2 separate regions of the Oryctolagus cuniculus genome follow, and region 1 is linked to region 2. Evidence: chromatin contacts called from public Micro-C data. All regions are on one chromosome and are shown on one strand. The core of a region is the stretch at or near the end of the contact, and the rest is flanking DNA. Distances in the headings are between cores, read along the strand shown. Region 1 has its middle 73 kb from the start of LNX1. Region 2 has its middle 6.3 kb from the start of PDGFRA.

Region 1 (6,266 bases), core at 471-2,970, 320 kb after region 2:
GCTGGGCTGGACACCCGGCTTGGGGCCCGGTACCCTGCCTCTCACACCCACAGAGCAACCACCGGCAAAATGCGAATGACACAGCACACAGCACACAGGTGCACCAGCGACAGAGCACACAGCACACACGTGTATAGAGACAGAGCACACAGCACACACGTGCAGGAGTGACAACCACACTGCACACATGTGTATAGAGAGAGCACACAGCACACATGTGCAGGAGTGACACAGTGCATACATGTAAGAGCACACAGCACATGTGTATATGGAGACAGAGCACACACATGCAGGAGTGACAAGCACACAGCACTCACAAGTATGGAGACAAAGCACACAGCACACATATGTAGGAGTGACAGCACATATATGTAAGAGTGACAGCACACAGCACACATGTATGGAGACAGAGCACACAGCACACATATGTAGGAGTGACAGCACATACATGTAAGAGTGACAGCACACAGCACACGTGTGTGGAGACAGAGCACACAGCACACATATGTAGGAGTGACAGCACATACATGTAAGAGTGACAGCACATGTGTATGGAGACAGAGCACACAGCACACGTGTACAGCCACAGAGCACACAGCACAGAGGGGAGTGGTTTTGGCTTGGGGGACACACGAGAGGCCTCAGTGAGCAGTGGGGGGCTGCGGTGACCCCACGGGGAACAGCCACGGGAGGTGGGCTCTGGACAGAGGGAGATCCTGGGAAGAGGAGCTCAGCCCCTCCCGTGTCCCCCCGCCAGGGCACGCGAGGCAGTGGCTGGCTCACAAGGTTAGCCCGGCCAGCTCAGTCTGGGCGTCTGGCTCCGCCTCCGCCCCACCGCGGCCAGCGAGCAGTTTTCCCGCCCTCGCTCACTTCTCTGTCCTGTGGAGATGATGACCGTGCCCTTCTCCCGGGCCGTGCACGAGCAGGAAGACACGCGCACCGCCTAGGGCGGCACCAAGCACGGGAGAACCCTGGAGCAAACACTCGCCCCTTGCAGGTGCTGCTGCTCTCGCTTCTCGGGGCCCTGGGCAGCTGCCCGCGGCCGGCAGGAAAGGGGACAGCACTGGTGGGTGTCTGCAGAAGAGGTGGAGCCCAGAGGGGCCCGGGCTGGGGCACAGACTGGGCCGCCGGACAGTGGTGGAAGTGGTTTTCTGCAGAGTGAAGGCTCTGGGGCAGAGCTGTGCGCTGGGAAGACTTAGGGCTCAGGGGAGAGTGGAGAGGGGGCCCCTCGCCCCCCAAGCCAGGGTGAACGGAAACCCCAGGGGCTCCCACCCTCACCTGGGAGGTGTGCACAGGGTCTCCTTCAAACTCCATCCTACCCCGAGGAGGACAAAGAGAGACAGAGAGAGAGCCGGACCCCTGGGACCGGCTGCTGACCCATGCGCCTGGCCCGGGGCCAGCTTCCTGCCTCCCCGGCGCGGGGACACTGGCTCCTTGGCCGGCAGCCACCTAAGGTCTCCAAGGGCGTCCTGAGTCTGAACTGCCCGGGAAAGCAAACAAGCCCCGCGGGCCGGTCCCCGTGGCTCGGCCCCCTGGGACCCCGTGGAGTGGCGTCCACACACGCCCGCGGCCACCCAGAGCGGCGCACACTTGGGGTGCGGGGAAGCCGGGGGCTGTTTTCGGCCGGAGTCAAAGGCGGTTTTGTTTGTGTAACATCTGCTGCAGGCCCTCCGGGTGTCCAGGCCGCCACTGCTGCGAGGGAGCGGCCGGGGCTTCCTGTTGCTCTTGGCTCCCGCCGCAGTGCTCTGGCCGGCCCTCGCCGGGCCCCGCAGCCGCCCGCCGCAGCTCCCTTCCTGGCCGCGGCGGGCAGTGAGCAGCAGCACGGGCAGACGATGCCTCCAGCGCCGTGCTCACAGCTGCCCTGCCGACCCGGGGTCCCGGCCGCTCCGGGGCGTCTGTTCTTTGGTCACAGCCCTGGCGGCCGGGCGGCCGCACAGTCGGGTGTAGCCTGGTGGGCATGGGGCAGCTCGGAAGCCCAAGAGCCCAGGCCTGGACTCCACACGGGCATCGGCAGCTGGTGACCCCGGGCCAGCTGCGAGTCCCTAAGTTAACAGTCGATAAACACGGGGGGTGCGGGGACCAATCCTCCCTGCTACTTTCCCTCCTGCCAGGCGCAGCAGACGGGCGAAGACGATGGTGCCATGCTTTCCAAACACATTCCTTGCGGGGGGGGGGGCAGCCTCTCTTTCTTTTTTCTTTTAAAGATTTGTTTATTTATTTGAAAGAGTTGCAGAGAGAGAGAGAGAGAGAAAGGAGAGGTTTTCCATCTGCTGGGTCACTCTCTAGATGGCCACAATGGCCAGAGCTGGGCCAGGCTGAAGCCAGGAGTCAGGAGCTTCACCTGGGTCTCCCACACAGGTGCAGGGGCCCAAGGACTTGGGCCGTCTTCCACTGCTTTCCCAGGCCACAGCAGAGAGCTGGGTCGGAAGTGGAGCAGCAAGGACTTGAACTGGCGCCCATATGGGATGCCGGCACTGCAGGCAGTGGCTTTACCCACTATGCCACAGCACTGGTTCCAGGACAGCGTTTCTTAAGTTTAAGTAGAGTTTACGTACAGAAAAATATACAAGTCTCAAATGGACCGTGTGATCAATTTGTTTTTCTATGAATTCACCCTTTTAACTACTCTGATCAAGATGAGGCTACTTCGAAAGCTTTGTCCCAAGTGCTACGGCACTCGGGTGCCTGCACCCACATCAGAGTGCTGGTTTGAGCTCTGGTTGCTCCACTTCCCATCCAGCTCCCTGCTAATGCACCTCGGAAGGCAGCAGAGGGTGGCCAGAGTCCTTGGGCCCCTGCCACCTACATGGGAGACCCGGATGGAGTTCCTGGCTCCTGGCTTCAGCCTGGCCCCACCCTGGCTGTTGCAGCGGCCATTTGGGGAGAGAACCAGCAGATGGAAGATTCTCTCTCTCTTTCTGCCTTTCAAATAAATAATCTTTTTTAAAAAAAACTTGTAGAAAATGGAATTGAAGAAGTTCATTGTATCGCAAAACAATTGTGAAATCCATGCATATGAAAGTCTTTAAAAAGTTCATTAAAATGCGCCAAAACAGAGTTATCTTTTAGTTCCATTTCCCAAGAATTTCTTGAGGTGCCCTGATGCTGAGTATCACTTTTTTTTTTTTTTTGACAGGCAGAGTGGACAGTGAGAGAGACAGAGAGAAAGGTCTTCCTTTTGCCGTTGGTTCACCCTCCAATGGCCGCCGCACCGCGCTGATCCGATGGCAGGAGCCAGGAGCCAGGTGCCTCTCCTGGTCTCCCATGGGGTGCAGGGCCCAAGCACCTGGGCCATCCTCCACTGCACTCCCTGGCCACAGCAGAGAGCTGGCCTGGAAGAGGGGCAACCGGGACAGAATCCGGCGCCCCGACCGGGACTAGAACCCGGTGTGCCAGCGCCGCAAGGCGGAGGATTAGCCTAGTGAGCCGCGGCGCCGGCCCGAGTATCACTTTTATGGGAGAAGTCCCCTTGTCTCCTTTCCCGCTCAGTAGCCCCCTCCCCCCACTCTGCCAGGGGCAGCCACGACAAGCCACCAGAGGCTGGGCCAGCCGAGCCGCAACAGCTCCCGAAGGCCAGGCTGGCACTGGTGAGGGCTCTCCGCCGGCCTCCTGGCTGCCATCGCTCAGGCCCGTTTGTGCACAGGGAGAGGGAGACAGCGCCCCCTGGTGTGTATTTTAAAAGGACACTAATCCCATTGGATCCGAGTCCTGATTGATGGCCTCGCTTGATTCCTTCCACGCAGTGCCCACCAGCAGGTCCAGGAACGGCGTGGCTACAACTTCAGGACGTGGATTTGGGGGCCCACAGCGCAGGCTGCAGCACCCCCACAGTGCCCTCCTCCACAGCTCCCACGTGGTAGCTACTCCTTCACGTAGGACAACTCAACCCCAGTGGCCACTAGCCAACCGTGGGTAGAAACCCTGGTACCCTCCCCTCCATAGGAAAGGACGGACTCTCCTGGGAGGTGGGACCCTTCTGGGCGTCCCCCCAGCGGGCTGTTGAAGAGGCTACAGCCACAAAGGCCTCTGGAGTGCGGGGATTCTGACTTCTGCCGACATCGCCCCAAAGATTGGTTCCTCTGAGCCTGGCGTGGCCCCCACTCTAGGGAGAGACGGCCGCCCAGCTCGGAGCGCTTTGTTGAAATGAGACGTGACGTTCTCTGGGGATGGGGGACTTGACTGAATTTGGACTCTGTTGTTTGCAGGAGGCACAATAGGGTAGCCAGTTGGCTGAGGAAAAACAGTTGTTTCAAATTAGGTGCGACTGTGAGTTAGGCCAACACTGGCTTAACAGGTGTTGCCCTAGATGTTTTACCGATTCCTAGAGAAACTGTGGTGCATTTCCGTGTCTGTGGTACTTGGCTTATGCTTTGCAAAACATCAAAGGAAGTGTATTTTTAACTGTTGGGCTGCCAGTTGGAGCTGAAGTGTTTAGGGAGGCAGAGGGTTTACTTTCAAATCATCACAATTTGGGGCAGAGAGTAGGAGACTGCAGAGTGGAGGCCCCTACCCACCGCTTGCCATCGTGCGAGGCACAGCGCCTCCCAGGCAGGGAGCTGGCTTTGCTCCCCTCGCAGATGTCACTCTGGGTTGGTTTTGTGAGTTTGGTTTGTGCCCAGAGTTGGCCTGATGCCCTGTTTGTCACTGGTTTTCTGCACTGCAGGATATTAAATTGCCCAGGAGCAGAGAAGCCGGGAAGAGGTGGAGGAAGGACCTGCATGTTAACATTGGAGAGATCCGGGTTCGAGTCCCGTAGCCTCCTCCTGCCTGGCCACATGGCCAGGAGCTTCCCCGAGCCCCACTTGGATCATCTATAGACGGGCAGGGTCGTGCCTACTCCTGGGCATTTGCAATGCATCCAGAAATGCCCGGCACAGAGAAGCTCACGCATGCGTCAAACATTCCCTGGCAGCTCCCCGTGAGTCCCAGTGACCTCCGACCTCCTGGAGCTCACAACTGTGTACTGAGCCACTGCCATCCCAACAGGGGCGTGAAACCTGCTCTACAGGGCCAGCGCTGTGCCACAGTGGGTTAAGCCGCCATCCTGAGACATCGGCACCCCACGTGAGCGCCGGTTCGAGTCGTGGCCGCTGCACTTCTGATCCAGCTCCCTGCTTGTGCGCCTGAGCAAGCAGCAGAAGATGGGCCAGTGCCTGGGCCCCTGCCACCCATGTGGGAGACCTGGTTGGTGCTCCCGCCCCATCCAACATGGCCATCTGGGGAGTGTGATGCGACAAAGACATGAGCCTCAGCCGTTCCCGCTCATGGCCCAGAACATTGGAACGTACTCCTTGCCCTTGGATCTCAGTTGGGTCTCACACCCTCCTGCCTTCAGACCCACCCAGCATTCTTTCCCAGGTTCCCAAGGCCCCGCCCAGTTCCAGGAATTCCCTCCACCTGCTGCCCCTACCCCACCCCCATCCCCAGCCCTCCTGAGATAGAAAAAGGCCCAGCCCCTGGGGTGGGGGCCTTCTGCCACGTGCATGCGGGCGGGTGGTCACCCACCTCTGCGAATTTATTTTCTCTGAAGTACCTGTGTCTGGCTGCAAATTCGTACACTGCCTTCCCTCCATTATGCGCCTCTTTTCCTAACAGCGTGAACCAGCAGATGGAAGATCTCTCTCTCTCTCTTTCTCTCTCTCTCTCTCTCTGTCACGCTGCCTTTCAAATGAATGACTAAATCTGTTTTCACAAGATGCCAGCATGACCAATCCCCAGGGAAATGCAATCTAACCCCACTCACAAACGAAAAGCAAATGGTGCACCTTGGGAAAACGTGGAGAGGTGGGGCCCTGGCGCACTGTTGGGAGACAGCGCGAGGTGCGTGGGAAGTTGGAAACAGAAGCACCACCGCAGCCGCCCCGCCTCCCGCCCCGATCCACAGTGGACACAGGATCAGGAGATGTGTGCGCTCCTCCCCCGGTGACGGCAGCTTGGCCAACCACAGCTAGGAGGCACGAGCAACCCCAGTGGTAAATGAGCGGATAAAGAGAGTGAGCATCATGTGACCCGCTACCCTCGGCCTTGAAGGAAGGGAAGCCTGCCCCACGCTGCGACACGGATGAAGCCGGAGGACACGGGAATCGCTCAGTCACAGCAGGGCAGCAGGGGTGAGGGTGGCGGCCAGGGGGCTTCCGGGCAGGAAGATGAGAGAGTCCCCAGGCCTGCCGCGCCCCAGCACCCCCAGGCCTGCCATGCCCCAGCACCCCAGGCCTGCCATGCCCCAGCATCCCCAGGCCTGCCGTGCCCCAGCACCCCCCAGGCCT
Region 2 (7,272 bases), core at 116-2,615:
ACGGTCCTTGCACACCTCGTGGCTGCAGGACAGCCGTGGCCCTCTGGCTGCTCAGCCTTGGCCTCCTCCCGCATCCCCGGATCTTTAATCATAGACGTTTTCCACACAGAGAGAATCTGAGTGGAGGGCGCCCTCGCAGTCCTAACCTAAGCGTGGCCCTCGGCTTTCCCCCACGGCCTGGCCTGGCTGACTCAGCTCCCAGGTCACCCCGCGCTGTGGGAAGCCATCAGTGGGTGCCCCAGCTGGTCTGGCGCTCAAATAAATCTCCCCTGTGGAGGCGCTGTTTGCAACTTTGTGCAGGGGCCAACATTGTGGCATAGTGAGTTAAACTGACACCTGCCACTCCGGCATCCCATACAGGAGCTGGTTCGAGTCCCGGTTGCTCCACTTCCGATCCAGCTCCCCACTAATGTGCCTGGGAAAGCAACGGAAGATGGCCCGAGTGCTTCGGGCTGTGCTCCCACGTGGGAGACCTGGATGGAGCTGCAGGCTCCTGGTTTCATCCCAGTCATTGTAGTCATCTGGGGAGTGAGCCAGAGGATGGAAGATCTCTCTCTCTCTCTCTCTCTCTCTCTTATAACTAAATAAATCTTTTTTAAAAAAGATGGTGTGGTGCAGTTCTGAGGGAAGAAGCAGTCTGGAGCTAGTAATTTGCAGCCTCGGAGAGAAGCGAATGCTTGGGGCAGTACAAAGACGGACGGCCCTTAAGTGTCCCGAAAGAACCGTCAGGATGTGACACGAAGCACAAAGCGATTGCACACACACGCAGCTACGCAGCGCCTGGCTCGCTCGCGGAGCCATCCCGCCCCCACCCCGCGCAATCTCCGTGCGGCTGGGACTCCGGGGTGGAGCCGTCTGGGGAGATAAGAGGCCTTCGTGCTGCCCGCCAGCTCCTGAGCTAATGTTTCCCAGGCCAACAATGACGAGGAGATTGCCTTTGATTAGGGCGCGTTTTCCGTGATCGCCCGGGACCCCCAGCCTCCTAGACTTTGCACTGCAAACTCAAGAACCAGCGGCCCTTGCGGACGCCCGCAAGGCGCTCCGCGGCCCGAGCTGCGCGTGCACTTGGCGAATGGCTCTGTTGCGCCGTGAGCGCATTTATGAATCGAATTCAGGGCTCCCTCCCTGGAGAAGCGGGCCCCTCGCTGGAGCTCTAGGTCGGCCGTGCTGAGGTTTTGCCCCACTAGAGGGCGCGAGAGGCCAGCTCTGCAATGGATGCCCGGAGCCAGCCAAGCCAAACCTTCCTTCCCAAATATTCTGGAGAGAGACCAGGTCGAAGGCCCAGCCGTCCCGGAGCCTCTCCAGCCCCCTCCAGACACTGGCGCTGTTCAGTGCAGCCCCCAAGGAGCCCGAGGTGACACTGAACGCCTCCCCCTCCTGTAGGTGCTGGGGGAGGGGAGGAGGCTGGGCCACAGCTGCCAGCGAGGCCAGTGAGCACCATCCAGGGCAGGCCAGGCCCTGGGCTGGGCAATCCGGGAATTCCAACTGGAAAGCCACACACTCAAAGCTGCGGGAAGCCTGGGACTGAGCACCTCACCCAACTGCAGAGGGGCGGTGGCGGCTGAGCTGCGTTGGGACCCAGCTGGCAACCACCAGCGGAGACGGGCTAGGGGAGCGCTCCTGGCCTTGAAGTCGCCGACACGAGTCCATCTTCCCCTGGGTGACTGCACACGTGCAGAGGCACGTATCCATTGTAGAAACACACGAGAGGAAATTAAAGACCTACGTCCATATGGCTCGAGAAAACCAGACACAACGGACTGTCGCACGCACAGAGCAGGAGTGACTGATAGAAGAGCCTAGATTCCTGGGGGGGGGGGGGCGCTTGAATTTCCCGGTGACAGAAGCAGCAGGGGGGTGGGCCGGCGCTGGCATCTGGGACTGCCAGCTCCGTGCGTGCCTGCGTGCCTGCAGACACCGGTCTCGGTGACCATTAGCAACTCCCAACACGCCCAGTGCTCAGCCCTCTGACCCCGTGCATCTCCAGGGCTGCGCTCACCCCGTGTGTTTGTTCAGCACGTGGGTGGAGTCCCTGAGTTGTCCTTGGGGCACTGCCGTATTTAAGAGCTTGCCTTCAGCATTCAAGAGAGCACGCCTGTGCCTGTATTTCCAAAAGAAAGGCTCAGGCTTCACACAGCACTCAGCCCTTATCTTATCCGCCCATCCCCAAAGCTACTGATAAGACCTGAGAAAGTGGAACAGAGTTTGGGCTGGAGGCTCCCGCCCTCCCCAGCTTCTGGGCTGGGGCTTGCGTCAGCGCTGAGCCTTGGAGCGCAGGGATCAGGACAAGTTCCATTCCCAAGAAGCACACGTAACACACGGCTCATCCTGCTGTCACCAGCAGCCGGCGGGCAAACACCAGCGGGATCTACCCTGCCCCTGAAGGGTGGCTGGGAGATGCATATTCCAATTATCCTGAGAATCTCAGAATCTGGGCTCGCGGTTGGCAGAAGCGGTCATTTCCTGGAGGTTCAGGTCTGCGATGCCGTTGTACAAGGCGCCGTGTTCCGGTGCCGCGCCTAGCCCTTCTGTGGCATTTCTGGATGCTCCAGCCTACCCGATGTTCCTTGCAGCAGCCAGGACACGGAGGCGGCAGCACCGAGAGCCCGGGCACCCCGTGGCCGAGGCCACCAACCCACCGAGGCCACGATGTACACTCCAGGAGGGAAGGCACGGACGCTGCTGGCTTCCAGCGTCATCTCACAGGCGCCAACATTCCCTGAGCCCTTGCAAGTGTCGGGAATAAAACATTTTCTCCTCTCTTGGCCAGCGGCTTGGGCATCCTGTCTGCATGGCAGGGTTCACACTGTGCCCATGCCTCTTAGGTCAAAGGGCAGATGGACATCTTCCATCGATGGGCAAGGCTGGGTGGGGACAGGTGGTGGGAAGAAACAGCAAGGGGGGAGGAGCGGAAGGCGTCTCCCAGGTGTTTAAAGTCTAGTCCCCGAAAAGCACAACCTCTGAACCGACACAGGTGCCAGTGACCTGGGCACTGTCTCAACCGGGAGGATTTTTGCCGTGTCCCGGAGGTCCCCCTGCAGCCCCGTCTGTCTGTCCACCCGGATCCCCTGACTTGCAGGTTTCCCAAGTCAAGAGCTGCCAACCCCCAAGCCATGTGCACCGCCCAGACCCCATCACCCTCCCTGCTGACCCACCAGGGCTGAGGACTTTGGGCACACCCACCTGGGGTCCACCCCAAACCCTGCCTCCTGCGGGTCCTCCTTCAGGCCCTGCCCAGAACCCCCCTCCCCAGCCAGGATGGGGCCATTCTCTCTCCTGAGGGTCCCCGGGCTCCCGTCTGAGTGTGTACTGCCCTTTGCCTCCTACTAAGTCCTGCTCTCCTGTCCACCTCTGTCCATGTCTCCTACTTATGTTCTTATAAGAACCTGGGCTGAGCCTATCTTGGGGTTCCCCTGAGCCCAGCAAGGGCTCCGATCCCCACACCCTAACGTGGGGAGTCCCCGTCCCCACAAAGTCAAGACCCACATGTTCTGAATCACGTTGCTTTTCTCCGGTTCCCCTGAGATCAGCCTGGCACGAGTGGACGCCCGCAAACTACAGGGCTGAGGCTCCCCTAGGCCCCTCCCTGGAAGGATTTTGCTGTGTCCTCCCTTTGCCCCAACCCCTGGATTCCTGCCAATGGTGAGCGTTGTTCATTCGCCTTTTTGGCCCACTCCTCTTAGACTCTGCTGTGTCCCCACCGAGCCTGGAGGGTCCTCCCACCTGGGAGCCTCTCCTGCACTGGGACCCTGCCCCACACAGCATGGAGCACTTTTAAAGTGCAAGCTCCCATTTTTCACGCAAGCGCTATATTTGTCCTGGACATATACTATACATACAAAAAGAACACAAACCACAGCGTATAACCCAGGGATCTCACATGAAGTACACACACTCGTGTGACACCCACAACATGGCCAGTAGTCCAGAAGCTCCTCAGCCCGACTCCAGGGCCACCCGTGTGTGGCCAGCACATAGACAATCGCTCTGTCTCTCCCTCTCTCTGTAACTCTGCCAGTCAAATAAATAAATAGATGTAAGCCGTCCACGTGGACAGCATGCTCTTCCATAGCTCTTACATTGGCCTTCATTTCCTAGTGGTCTTCAATGACTTCTCATTGAGTTGTTTTTTTAAAGATTTATTTTATGTATTTGAAAGAGCTAGAAGAGAGAGAGAGAGAGAGAGAGAGAGAGAGAGAGGTCTTCCATCCACTGTTTACTCCCCAAATGGCTGCAAAGGCCAGGGCTGGGCCAAACCAAAGCCAGGAGCCAGGAGCCGGGAGCTTTGGGCCATCCTCTGCTGCCTTCCCAGGGCCATTAGCAGAGAGCTGGAGCAGCAGTGGGCAGCCAGGACTCGAACTGATGCCCATGTAGTTTGCCAGCATTAACCCGCTGTGCCACAGCACCAGCCCCTTCTCCTGAGATCCCGGCACCTCCTACACACGGCCCTGTCTACCCCTCTGATGTCACCTCATACTGCTCTTTCAAGGCTGGCCTTTTCCTACACCTGCCACGGTCTTTCCTAGCTGGGTGTGTGTGCACTGCTTTCCCTCTGCAACCCTTCCCTCCGCCCCGCCCCCGCCCTGTCTGCCACCTCCTCCCCAGCACCCTCCACAGCCCCCAGGTCCCACGGGGTGGGGGTGGGGGACCTGGCTGCAGGGCCACCCCCTCCTGCTCACACCCCTCAGGGACTCACACAGTTCCTAGTTGCGGGTTTGTTTGTGATGAGGTGTGTGTGTGTGTGTGTGTGTGTGTGTCCCTTGGATCACAAGGAGCCCATGTGCTTCCCAAACAACTCCAGTACCTGTGCCTGGCATAACCTGGGCCCTCCTTAAACATGAAGGAGTCCAGTCCGTTTCAGACAGCCCAGAGCCATCTGTGTGCAGGGAGTGTCCAGGCAGGGCCAGAGCTGGGCTCCCCGCAGGTGAAGACAGACCCAGCTCCTGGAGCCAGGCTCGGGTGCTCCAGGAAACCACATTGGAAGAGAGCACTCGACAGCCCTTGGCGCCCGGCCAGGAAGCCTTGGAGTATCCTGCAGGAGAGAAGGGCCCTTCCCAAGGGAGCAGCTGAGGCCTAGGGAGCAGCTGGCTCTGGGGGAGAAGTTTGAGAATTAGCATCCAAACTGGGTCATCAGGTGCCTTTCAGGGCGTCTCCCTCTGCTGTGCCAACCCATCCCACTCTCTGCCTGCTCCATCCAGAGCAACCCCTAACAGCCCCCCCGGGGACGGACAGGCAGGCGGGGTGGGGGGAGGCAGAGGGGGCGGGGCAAGCATCCTCTGTTACCCCAGAGACTACAGACGGTGCCAATAAGTGCAGGAGCAGACTCACCGTCGTTTTCACAGACAAAGCCACCTTAACTTCCCAGATAACGGGAAGGCAGGTCTCCTGCGTGGCGTAGGCACTTAAAAGGTTTACTTTGGCTCCAGTGATCCTGCTGATCTAGCCACGCAAGTATGCTTTGCATCAGGGGCCACATGTTCTCATATATTTTAGCTCTGTACAAATATGCATGTCTGTAGCGCATTTGGTATCTTGAATTCAATAGACTTCTTTTATCGGGGAAAAGAGCTATTTAAAAACAAACAAGTTGGTGGCAGCTCCCATCCGCAAGCTCCTGAGGGTCTCTGCGTGTTCAGGATGCAGAGATGTACAGTAGGTCGCTGTGCTCTGGATCTCAAAGGGACAGGTAAGCAGCAGGGGTCTCCACAGCCGAGGTGGAGCCCAGAGGAGCTGGAAATGGGGAAGGGAGGAGGGGAGGGGTCAGGCAGAGCCACAGGACATGTTTCCTCTTTGGTTGATGCTACCTTTCCTGCCTTTCTTTTTATGACCGACTTCATGGATGGATGGACGGATGGATGGATAGATTCTAGAGGCAGAATGACAGAGAGGAAGAGGAGAGATCTTCCAGCTTCCAGCTCACTCCTCAAATGCCCACAACAGCCAGGACTGCGTCAGGCTGAAGCCAGGAGCCAACAGCTCCACCCGGCTCCTCCGCAGAGGTGGCAAGGACCCACGCACGTGGACCACTCTCTGCTGCTTTCCCAGGCGCACCAGCAGGAAGCTGGATAGGAAGCAGAGCAGCCAGGGCTCAAAACAGGCGCTCTGGTGTGGGATGCTGGCGTCGCAGGGAGCACCTCGCCCTGCCGCAGGACAATACCAGGTCTTGCGAAGTTTATCCCCACACCTCTCTCCTCAGAGAAGCCTCCTGGCTGGAAGGCTCCCCATGGTGTTCTCACTGGGGGTTCTCTGTGTTTGCTGTTTGCAACCCTTTAGGAACAGCATCAGGTGAAGGTGACAGCCTGTGACACCCTATGCCTTGTCTCCCCCACCCCCGGTGTAAAGTCGCTGAGTTAGCCCGAGGAAAACACGCAGGACAGTGCCCAGCACACAGGAAGTGCTCACTAGAAATCCACCATTGTCCCCTGATTGTCTTGTTGTGGGGCAGCCCAGGTCGAGCCACGGCTTGCAAGTTGACGTCCAGACACTGCCTGGAGTCCTGGCTGCTCCACTTCAGATCCAGCTCCCTGCCAATGCACCTGCGGATGGCCCAAGTGCTTGGACCCCTGGCACCCACGTGGGAGACCCGGGTGGAGCTCCTGGCTCCTGGCTTCAGGCTGGCTCAGTCCCAGCTGTTGCAGCCTTTTGGGGGAGTGAACCAGCAGATGGAAGTTCTGTTTCTATATCTGTCTCTGTCCCTCTCTGTTGCTCTTTCAAATAAATAAATAAATCTTTTTAAAAAAATTACAGCAGGCGATTATTTTCATTTACGCTCCTGCTCTAAGCCCCAACAGCCCAGGCTAAAGATCAGTCCCTCCCACCAAAGATGCCACCACCCAGAGATGATGTTGCTGTGACCTTCCTAGAAATCAGGAGACTGGGAGATAACAGCTCTCTGCAGGCGGGTTTCCATTTGCATGATAATCCAGTTCTCTCCACCTTAATCCTTTCACACATGTAAAATAAGTAACCTGAAGTTCACTGACCTAGGAGCCCTCTATTGTTCTCTACCGAAGGGAAAGTCACTTTGAAAGGACAGAGCCACTTTCCTGCTCTGTCACCACCTTCCTCATCCGTCTGCAAGTCCAGCCTCCTCCGCTCAGCTTGCTGGAACCCATTCCACGCTGTGGCCCCAAGTGTCGCGCATGGAAATACGAGAATGCCAGAGAGCCGACCAGGATCCCGAAACTGTTGTAATCTCCTCCCACAACATGGCTGTCAGTCCCTTAGGAGCAGGGGCTGTCCCTGGGCCGCAGTCCCCCCCCCCCAGTGCTA

Evidence for each region. A called contact is a pair of places that touch in the nucleus more often than the background predicts.
Region 1: a contact with region 2 is called in a Micro-C map of ear pinna, with 5 times the contacts expected there. The contact joins two enhancer-like sites. A contact is called at or near these places in 2 of 6 Hi-C or Micro-C datasets (ear pinna and an unstated tissue).

Annotation. Positions count from the first base shown.
Region 1 is chr8:110,257,126-110,263,391 of mOryCun1.1, forward strand. No RefSeq gene overlaps it. Among named protein-coding and RNA genes, the nearest start is that of LNX1, 73 kb to the right of the region's middle. Within about 2 kb of position 1,721, at least 4 of the 8 cell types and tissues checked have an H3K27ac peak or open chromatin away from gene starts, as enhancers often do. A contact at or near this core is called in ear pinna, where this site is marked.
Region 2 is chr8:109,937,801-109,945,072 of mOryCun1.1, forward strand. No RefSeq gene overlaps it. Among named protein-coding and RNA genes, the nearest start is that of PDGFRA, 6.3 kb to the left of the region's middle. Within about 2 kb of position 1,366, at least 2 of the 8 cell types and tissues checked have an H3K27ac peak or open chromatin away from gene starts, as enhancers often do. A contact at or near this core is called in ear pinna, where this site is marked.